Linked DNA regions of Mus musculus: region 2 is linked to region 1. Evidence: chromatin contacts called from public ChIA-PET data. All regions are on one chromosome and are shown on one strand. The core of a region is the stretch at or near the end of the contact, and the rest is flanking DNA. Distances in the headings are between cores, read along the strand shown.

The links. ChIA-PET counts read pairs in DNA pulled down with a chosen protein or histone mark.
Region 2: an RNA polymerase II ChIA-PET map of memory CD8 T cells shows a contact between it and region 1, with 14 read pairs. The contact joins two enhancer-like sites. A contact is called at or near these places in 1 of 115 datasets of contacts at active chromatin or transcription factors (memory CD8 T cells) and 1 of 9 other capture datasets (embryonic stem cells).

Annotation. Positions count from the first base shown.
Region 1 is chr3:96,879,588-96,883,636 of GRCm38.p6, forward strand. Gpr89 (G protein-coupled receptor 89) reads right to left here. Exons shown (of 14, transcript NM_026229.4): 8 at 2,932-3,041; 9 at 1,034-1,122; 10 at 487-579. Among named protein-coding and RNA genes, the nearest start is that of Gpr89, 24 kb to the right of the region's middle. Within about 2 kb of position 2,149, at least 43 of the 459 cell types and tissues checked have an H3K27ac peak or open chromatin away from gene starts, as enhancers often do. A contact at or near this core is called in memory CD8 T cells, where this site is marked.
Region 2 is chr3:97,292,775-97,296,823 of GRCm38.p6, forward strand. It overlaps a transcript of Bcl9 not described here. Among named protein-coding and RNA genes, the nearest start is that of Gm40101, 36 kb to the right of the region's middle. Within about 2 kb of position 1,752, at least 35 of the 459 cell types and tissues checked have an H3K27ac peak or open chromatin away from gene starts, as enhancers often do. A contact at or near this core is called in memory CD8 T cells, where this site is marked.

The DNA.
Region 1 (4,049 bases), core at 899-3,398:
TATCAGTCAAGCCCCTCTAAACGGCTGCCACTCCCAGAAAAAGTCACCCAACTCTGGACATTAAAAACACGGTTGCTGGGAAGACAGTTTAATGGGGGAAAGTGGTAGCCACTTGCGAGCTGCAGGACCCAAGTCTCATCCCCAGAATGTGACCCCACGCAACGCTGGATGCAATAGCCTGACTCTGCAGTTCTTGCATTCCTCTGCCTAGATAGGTGGTAGGTTCAGAGAACCGCCTGAAGCTTGTGGGCCAGCCAGCCCTGCAGTACTCAGCTTGTTAGGGACGGACCTTGCCCAACACAGTGGAGGGAGAGAACTGACTCCCCAGAGTTGTCCTCTGGTCTCACGTGAACCTGCACCCTCACAGAACTTTATTATTACTAGTAGACACTAACAAACAATAATAATAGAAATATATAGTAAATGCTAATATGACCAATAAAATAATAATAACAATAATAAACAAAAATTCTATAACATACGTACCATAAAAATTTTCCAGACACAGTAAATAGAGAAAAAATAACCCAGGAAATTAAAATACTTTCCCTTGAATGTTTTCGAGTATTCAATTCTTTCCTAAAGAAAACCAAACACAAAACATGGTTTTTAGTAAAAGGCAGACATTTTCTATAAAAGCATTCCCATGCCTGTGGCTGAGTCAATACAGCATACATGATAACATTAAGAGAGGCTACTAGGGGCCAACCTGCACGGAGTGCTGACTTTCAGTCAGAGTACTGCACTACCCTTATGAAATATGCTGTAGAACCTTCACCTTCCAGATGGGAGACTGAGTCTCAGAGGTTAAACAACTCGGAAAAGGTTAGGGTAGTCTGCATTTAAACCATACTGCATTCTAGGTGTGGTTGGCATTCACACTCAGGAGTGACTTCATAAACAGTAAGCCTCTTTTCTAACGCCACTTGGCTTACACAGAAGCACTGCCTGCTCGCAGAGGACTGCCAGCCCATGAGGTCTCATTCTCTCTTCAACCGTGTTGGTAAAGCAGAGCTGTCTCCTCACTCTGTACCTTTGTAGCATACAGATCAGCTGTTTCCAGAAAAAGCTGCCTGCTCAGTTCTTCCAAAGCATCCACTTCCTGTTGGATAAGAGTCAGATCTGGCAAAAAGTGGGCATCAAGGTTTAAATCACAGAAAAGTGTCAGTAAGCAGTGGGAAGAAAGGTTGGATTTGCTCAGCTTTGTAGGGAAGAAGCTGGGAATTGCCTGCATCTTTTATTCCCACCTCAGCACTGCTTCAGGGCAGTGTTCCCAGGCTGACACAGGGTGAAGGGGCACCCCACATGCATCTGCCAGCTGCTGCTCAGACATATGATCTCACGGCTAGTGTTCTGCTTTATTTTTTTAATATCAAATTCAGTCCTCAAATGGTGTATACGCCATGACCCACAATTCAGCAGTTTCATGCTACCTGACTGATAGATACTGTGCCAGGAAACAGCACACACAGCACTGTGGTCAGAGCCTCACCGGGCTGGGCTTTAGGCAATGCCTTCTTTCTATCTTATTTTATGCTCCCACAATCCCATGAGACAGCTGTAACCCATTTCTCAGACAAGGAAAGAGGCTCAGAATGTTAAACAACTTGCTCCATGTCATCTCATCCTGCATCTAATAGGCGTGCATAGTGCTGTCTGCCTACACAAGGCCCCGTCTTTTCCACTGCCAGATACTAGCCAAGTTTCCATACCTCAGTCAGAAGTGTCAGTATTTCCTCACTAAAGAAGCAGGAGCTCAGAGAGCTAAAAACTCCATACTTTGTTGATACCAACCTACACTTGGGTTTTTAAGAATTTTAAAGTAATAAAGATAGTAAGATAGATAGTCCCAGTAATTCAAATCTTCCTCCCTTTGTGAAATTAGCAAGTACCCTTCAGGTCCTCCCCTCAACAGTGGCTACCAGCCAGGCCGAGCTGCTCTTGAGAGGTTATGCTTCCAGTCCTGTCACTTAGACTCTTCCTGGAAACAGGAGACAGAGCACTGCTGCAGGGTACTTGTTTTCTCTAAAGAGAGGGTGGATTTTGCTGTTAATTGTCTGTATGTGTGGGGGCGCATATGCAGACGAGTGTGGGAGCCCTCAGAAGGCAGCTCCCTAGGACTGGGGCACCTATGAGTCACCTGATACATGTGCAAGAGCAGGCCCCTCTCCGAGCCTCTGAGCCGTCTCTCCAGCCCCCATGACTCCTTTTCCTTTCTCTGCCACAGTCACCTGGCTTTCTCTGTCTGATTCTTATCTATAGCCACGTCAGAATGGTGTCCGGATCCATCACAATAGCCTGCATCCTTCTCCAACTGACTTAACTGGTGACAGAGACAGAAGAACATCTCAGCCCTGACAGCCTGTGGGAGGGGACGGGAGAAGAGGGAGAAACACACAGGCTTGGTTTTCTCTATGTGGAACTAGTCAGCCTCCAAACCAGCAGGGCCAGGAACAATCCAGTAACCAGGTTGCCCTGTTTTATTTATTTTTTTTAAGGGGGGGGGGGGTGGAGCTGCTTGAAATCTGTGTGGCATTAACTGGGTTAGGAATGGAACCTTGCCACCACACTGTTGTAGGGAGTCACTGTGCTTTGTGGTCTTGCATCTGTGGGTGACAGAACAGCACAGCGGAACAAGTTATGAAGCTGAGGCCATAGTTCTGTTCCTACACTTGCCACAAACCACCGTGTGACTTCACCTCTCTGGGTCTATTTTCTCATCTGTGAAATGGAAAGAATGATCTGATAGGTTCGCTCCAGCTCAGAGACAACGCTTCTGCAGTTAGGTACAAGTGTAGGGAAGATGACGTGCCCACTGGACCTCCTAGCCCAGTGCTGGCTGGCCCTGATGCAGCCAGGCACCCTAGAGGGGACTGACTCAGCCCCTGGTGCAGAGTGGAGGAGAAGAGCCAAGAAGAAGGTAAAGGATACTTTCACTTCCCGGGGCTGAGGCAGTAACGCTCTTCAGCATGCCCCAGAGTCCCGACGGCTTGTTCTGCACATCCCCTCTCTGGAACATGGTTCTCCGTGCCACGGCCATTCTGCAATACAGAACACAGAAGCCTGAGCAAAGAACTGGGACTTGCAGCCTCATCTCCCACCGTCCTGAGTCACAGCTATGTCTCCACTGGTTCAGAAGTTACACAGAAGACAACATTTCCAGAGGCTGCGTGGCCTGGCCCGGGGAACAGAATATAGAGTAGGCAATACATCTGAGGTCTGGCTCTGCCACCTGGAAGCTGAGAGACCCACAGTTTACTTTCTCACTCTGGGTGGTTGTAAAGAATAAGGAAATACCACTGTCATCCATCCTTGCCATATGCTAATATCATTTAGAGAACAAAGTGGCTAACAATTCTATAAAGAACCAGGCACAGAGGAGGGACACAAGGAAAAGCAGACCACAGAAAGGAAACAGGAAGTTCACACAGACAGGGCCTTAACTCACTGCAGTCCACCTCTTGCCATGACTGTCATGGCGCTACTGCTGGACAGGGTGCATCTGTGGGTGCTCCTCCTATCTGTGGAGCACTCAGGGGCATCGTGACAGCTGATGGCAAGTTCTAGTCTGCCCAGAGTATTAAGAGCAAGGTCCTTGTGAGCTTAGAAGACACACATGATTACTTGAAGAGTGCAATGGGCCTAAAACCAACCAGGACAAATCTAGCACAGGTAGGAGAGCAAGCTACAGAGAAATTCATGGTGGACATTTTTGGGTGACAAGAGACAAAAATGGGGATGAGGAAGCAGCAGCATTGGCATCATGTCTGCAACAAATGGTACCAGGTGACAAGGGCCAGATGGCATTTCTGTGGGCTAAATTCTTAAAGCATCAGTTAAAAGGTCACTCGTAACAAAGAGTGTTAGGCATATTCATTTTGGTGACGGAAACAGTTCCCTTTTCAGTGAGCGCTGCCTGGATAAGGTACAAATCAAACAGCCACAAGCTTGTGCTGCCTTCCCTGACACGGTCCCTCCAACTCGGCATTTTGGGAAGTCGTGAAAAAAGAACCAAGGAAAGGCTCCGAGCCACGACTCCGTCAGTTTCT
Region 2 (4,049 bases), core at 502-3,001, 410 kb after region 1:
TGCCCCAGAGCAGAGTGAGTAGGACATTCATGGCATGGACGGTCAGCACTCCAGTTGATTAAATGGGTCCTTTGCACCCTCAAAACAGCACATGACCATAATACAAAAAGGAGCAGCGTGGTTGCCATGAGAGAGCACGTGAGAACAGCAAAGCTAAGAGATGCACCCAGTGCCCATCCATTTTAAATTCATACTTATTATACAGGAAGACGTGCATTCAAAACAGCTTATTCTTTTGAAAATGGCTCTTTAGTCGCTCGCACATGTGCCTGCATGCTGACTGGCAAATTCTCTTGCAATCCATAAATTAAAATTCCACTCTTTCCTAACGTGCTTTCACTTCAAAATGTCAATATAGTTTGTATGGATGCATATGTGTACACATTTATTCTACATATCCACAAAGCCCACTGTATTTATTTGGCAGCCGCAGCTCTTGAAAGGGGCCTCATCTAGATGGCTAGACTGTCCCCTTAGCCTGTTCACAGAATCAGAAAAACAACTGACTAGCAAAGCTGAAGGGAACCATAAAGATGACTTAGTCCAAATCCTTCACTCCAACACGAATCCAGAGTGGGAGAACAAGGATTCTGTCAAACTCAAGCCAAAAGCTGGTATAATGCCCATTATAGAAAACATGCCACTATTAAGTCAGAAATAGAAATCTCTTCCGCTGATTTACTAACTAAAATTATTGTTAAAAATCTTTAGAATTTTGGGGTTTTTTTTTGTTTTAAAAAATAAAATAAAATAAAATAAAAAGTCAGGGAGTGGGATGCCCAAACTATGGCTCTTTCTGTCCTGTCACCACAGAGCCTTCGATATGAATTGTGTAGCCCTCTTTTTTGTTTCCCATCTCCTGAGGAGATGCTCTATCACAGTGGTTCTCGGACTTCCTAATGTTGTAACCCTTTAATACAGTTCCCCACGTTGTGGTGACCCCCAACCATAAACTTATTTTGTTGCTACTTCATAGTTGTAATTTTGCTACTATTATGAATTGCAACGTCAACATCTGCATTTTCAGATGGTCTTTGAAGACCCCTGTGAAACCGTCAGAGACGGCACAACCCAAGCCACTAGCGTAATAGGATTGTTTAATTGGTTAGCCATCTCACCCTGAGGCTACCTTGCCACTCCTTAGATGACCCACATGGAACCTTATTTAAATATCACATGAGGTTGACAATAGCACCTACTCCAGAGAGCTGCCAGGGCAGAGGACTAAGCATCCATCTTAGTTCGCATTGAGATGCCAAAGCTTAAAAGAAATAAAGTGGAAACTTTATATCTTATATGTATGTCTCTTGTAGGGAGAAAACCCACCAATTTCCTTCTGTAAAACTCCATACAAAAACATCATTTGTGACTAATGAGTTTAGGGAGTGCCTTGCACTGGTGTTGGTCTTGCCTATAGTGGGTGGAAGCACTCAATATAAGTGTCTGTAAACAATCCTTTAAAATGTCCTAACAGTCTTCACTTTTATTCTCTTGGATGTAAGGTTGACCTGTATGCCTGCTCTCTGGTTGCCCATTAAATCTTTCTTCCACCCAGATCCTCATTTTATTCACCTTTCAACTCCCTTACTCTCTTTGGGTGACTCTCTCCAGTGCCAACTCAAGCTGCCTCCCACACGTCTAGGGGAGTGTGTCCGGAAGTGACCAAAGACACTGAATCGAGTGCATCCTGCTGAGAGAGAAGGCCTAAGCCACAGGTTCCAAATGCAGACAAGACAAGCTCCTGATTTAGGTTGTTGCTATAACGTGGGCTTGAGCACGTCACTGTGTAACAACGACGGGTGCATTGAAATGACTCTCACTTTGCCCGACACGTGATTTAACCACACACACAATGTGTGTGGGTTCCTGAAATGTAGGCACCTAACCTGTGATTTGTGTGTATGGGTGGTGGTGGTGGGGGGGGGGCATGTCTGTCTTCTCTTTAAACCATTAAGTTAATCTTTAAAAAAGATGAAGCAGGTTGACAGCCCGGAAGACAACATTACCCTGAATACTAGAGAAAGCCGGGAAGATGTTAGGATGAGCGCTGAGTGACTCTTTAGAAGTGACTAGCAGCATGGGTGCGTGTTCTCTCTAAGGCAGGCTATAAAGAGGAAGTGGGGGTACTTCTGACATCACCAAACCAGTAAGAGTTTAATAACCTGGCCCTAAATGGGATTGACTGAACTCACTTTCTTGGTAAGATTTTGCCGTATAGTTAGATAACAGGCTCTGCTGGGAAGGGTGGGGAAGACAGTATTATTGTAATATTGTCTTTGGAGTTCCAAAACAACAGTGAGAATGGTGGAGTTTCCTGCTCCCAAGTCTTTAGTATCAGCCCAGGAACCATGGGAGATGTAAAGGGGACCTCGATGACCACAGTCCTCCAACACCTGTTAGGGCTGACGAAGAGGTTACAGTGAATGGGAATTACCCAGATAATGATTGTTACGTAGACCAGCTCACAACAAGTGTGTAGGGTGCAGGGATGGGGGTGGGCATTTTCTTCAGCTGTTGGGGTTCTTGGGCTCTGTGAGACTGGAACAGGGGACCTCAGTCACGTAGACAAAAACGACAGTTTGGAAGGCCAATAACTTCTACAGTCTTACGCTGCATTGTGATGCCTGCATGCTGTTTAATATGCATTAGCAGTGTTGGAACCACTGGTTTGTGTGATTCTGTGGCTCATGTGGATCATACTAACAAGACCAGACATCGCCCGAGGATGGGCCCCTAACATTTTCCTCCATCCTCAAAAAACAGGGCCTGAAGCAAGTCAACGGTGCAACTGATGCCTCCCGTGTCTGGGCCCTGTTGTGATGTGAACCTGGCACAGGGTGCTGGCTGAACCCAGTGCGTTGAGTGGAACAGGGAAAGGTGCCTGCTCGTGTGTGAGGGCAAGCAGTGACGAGGTTGGAGTGGACGGTGAGACAACCTTCAGAGGGCTTGGGACCCTGTGCTGCAGTCAGCTTCACCAAGCACCCACATCTAAAAACATGACAAGTAACCTTCCGTCTCCCTTCCGGTTCTGAAATGCTAACATTTTAAAAGAGATATCTGGACTCAGAAGCTTGCCAAAGACAAATCATAGGGAACTCTCCAGCCTTCACAGCAGACGATGATTAAGTCTGAGGATGTAAGACGTTAAAATAGAATCAAGAAGTGCTGGGACCTTCCTGCCAGATGGAGGCCCCTAATGCCTTTCCTCCTCTCCCACACCCAGCATCTAGGTTTCCAGGCCTCTGTAGGAAGAGCACACATCCTCTTAGCCAGGGATGGCTCTTTGCCTCCATCTCGGGCTATCACAGACCATCTGAAACATTTGAGTTAGGATAGAAGGGGTCACAGCCACTCAGACCTCCACAGACTTCTTTTTTGAACAAACAGTAAAACAGAGTCACAGAGAACCTAAAACCAGGCAAGCAACAGCCCCCCCCCCCCCAACCCCTCGGGAATTTCAAGAGGGCTGGAACCATGGAAAGGCAGAAGAAATCCACAATTCAAAAACCATAAGCAGACAGACATTTTTTTCCTCTTCCAAACAATCATGTGAACGATGGGTGTTAGATACTGATTTCAGCCTCCCTTCCTCCCAGTTCTTGAGACGCCACTTTAAAAAAAGCAAAAGGTTTTATCCACAAAAACCGCCGGAGAAGAAACCAGCCGTCACATTCTTACCCCTCCACACTGATATTTACTCTCCGATAAATGGCAATTGTAAATAAATCTCATTTAATCTCTAAAAGCCACAATAAAAATCTTTAACCTCCAAGGTAGTTTACAAATGTGCACGCACACCCTGCCAGCGCCAGGAAACACAAGGTCTTGAATAAAGAGCTTTGACGGGAGGCACGGTTTCCCTTTGAGAATCTTATATTGACCTTTAAATACATATATATGTATGATGAAGGAGGAGAAAAGGGAAAACCCAACCCCTCCCACTCTATTCTCTCTACAAATCGGCCAATAAATCTAAGGAAAAGATACAAGAGAAAAGGACAGAAGCCAACAGGTGGAAAGAGGGTTTTTGTTTCATTAGAAATGGGCAG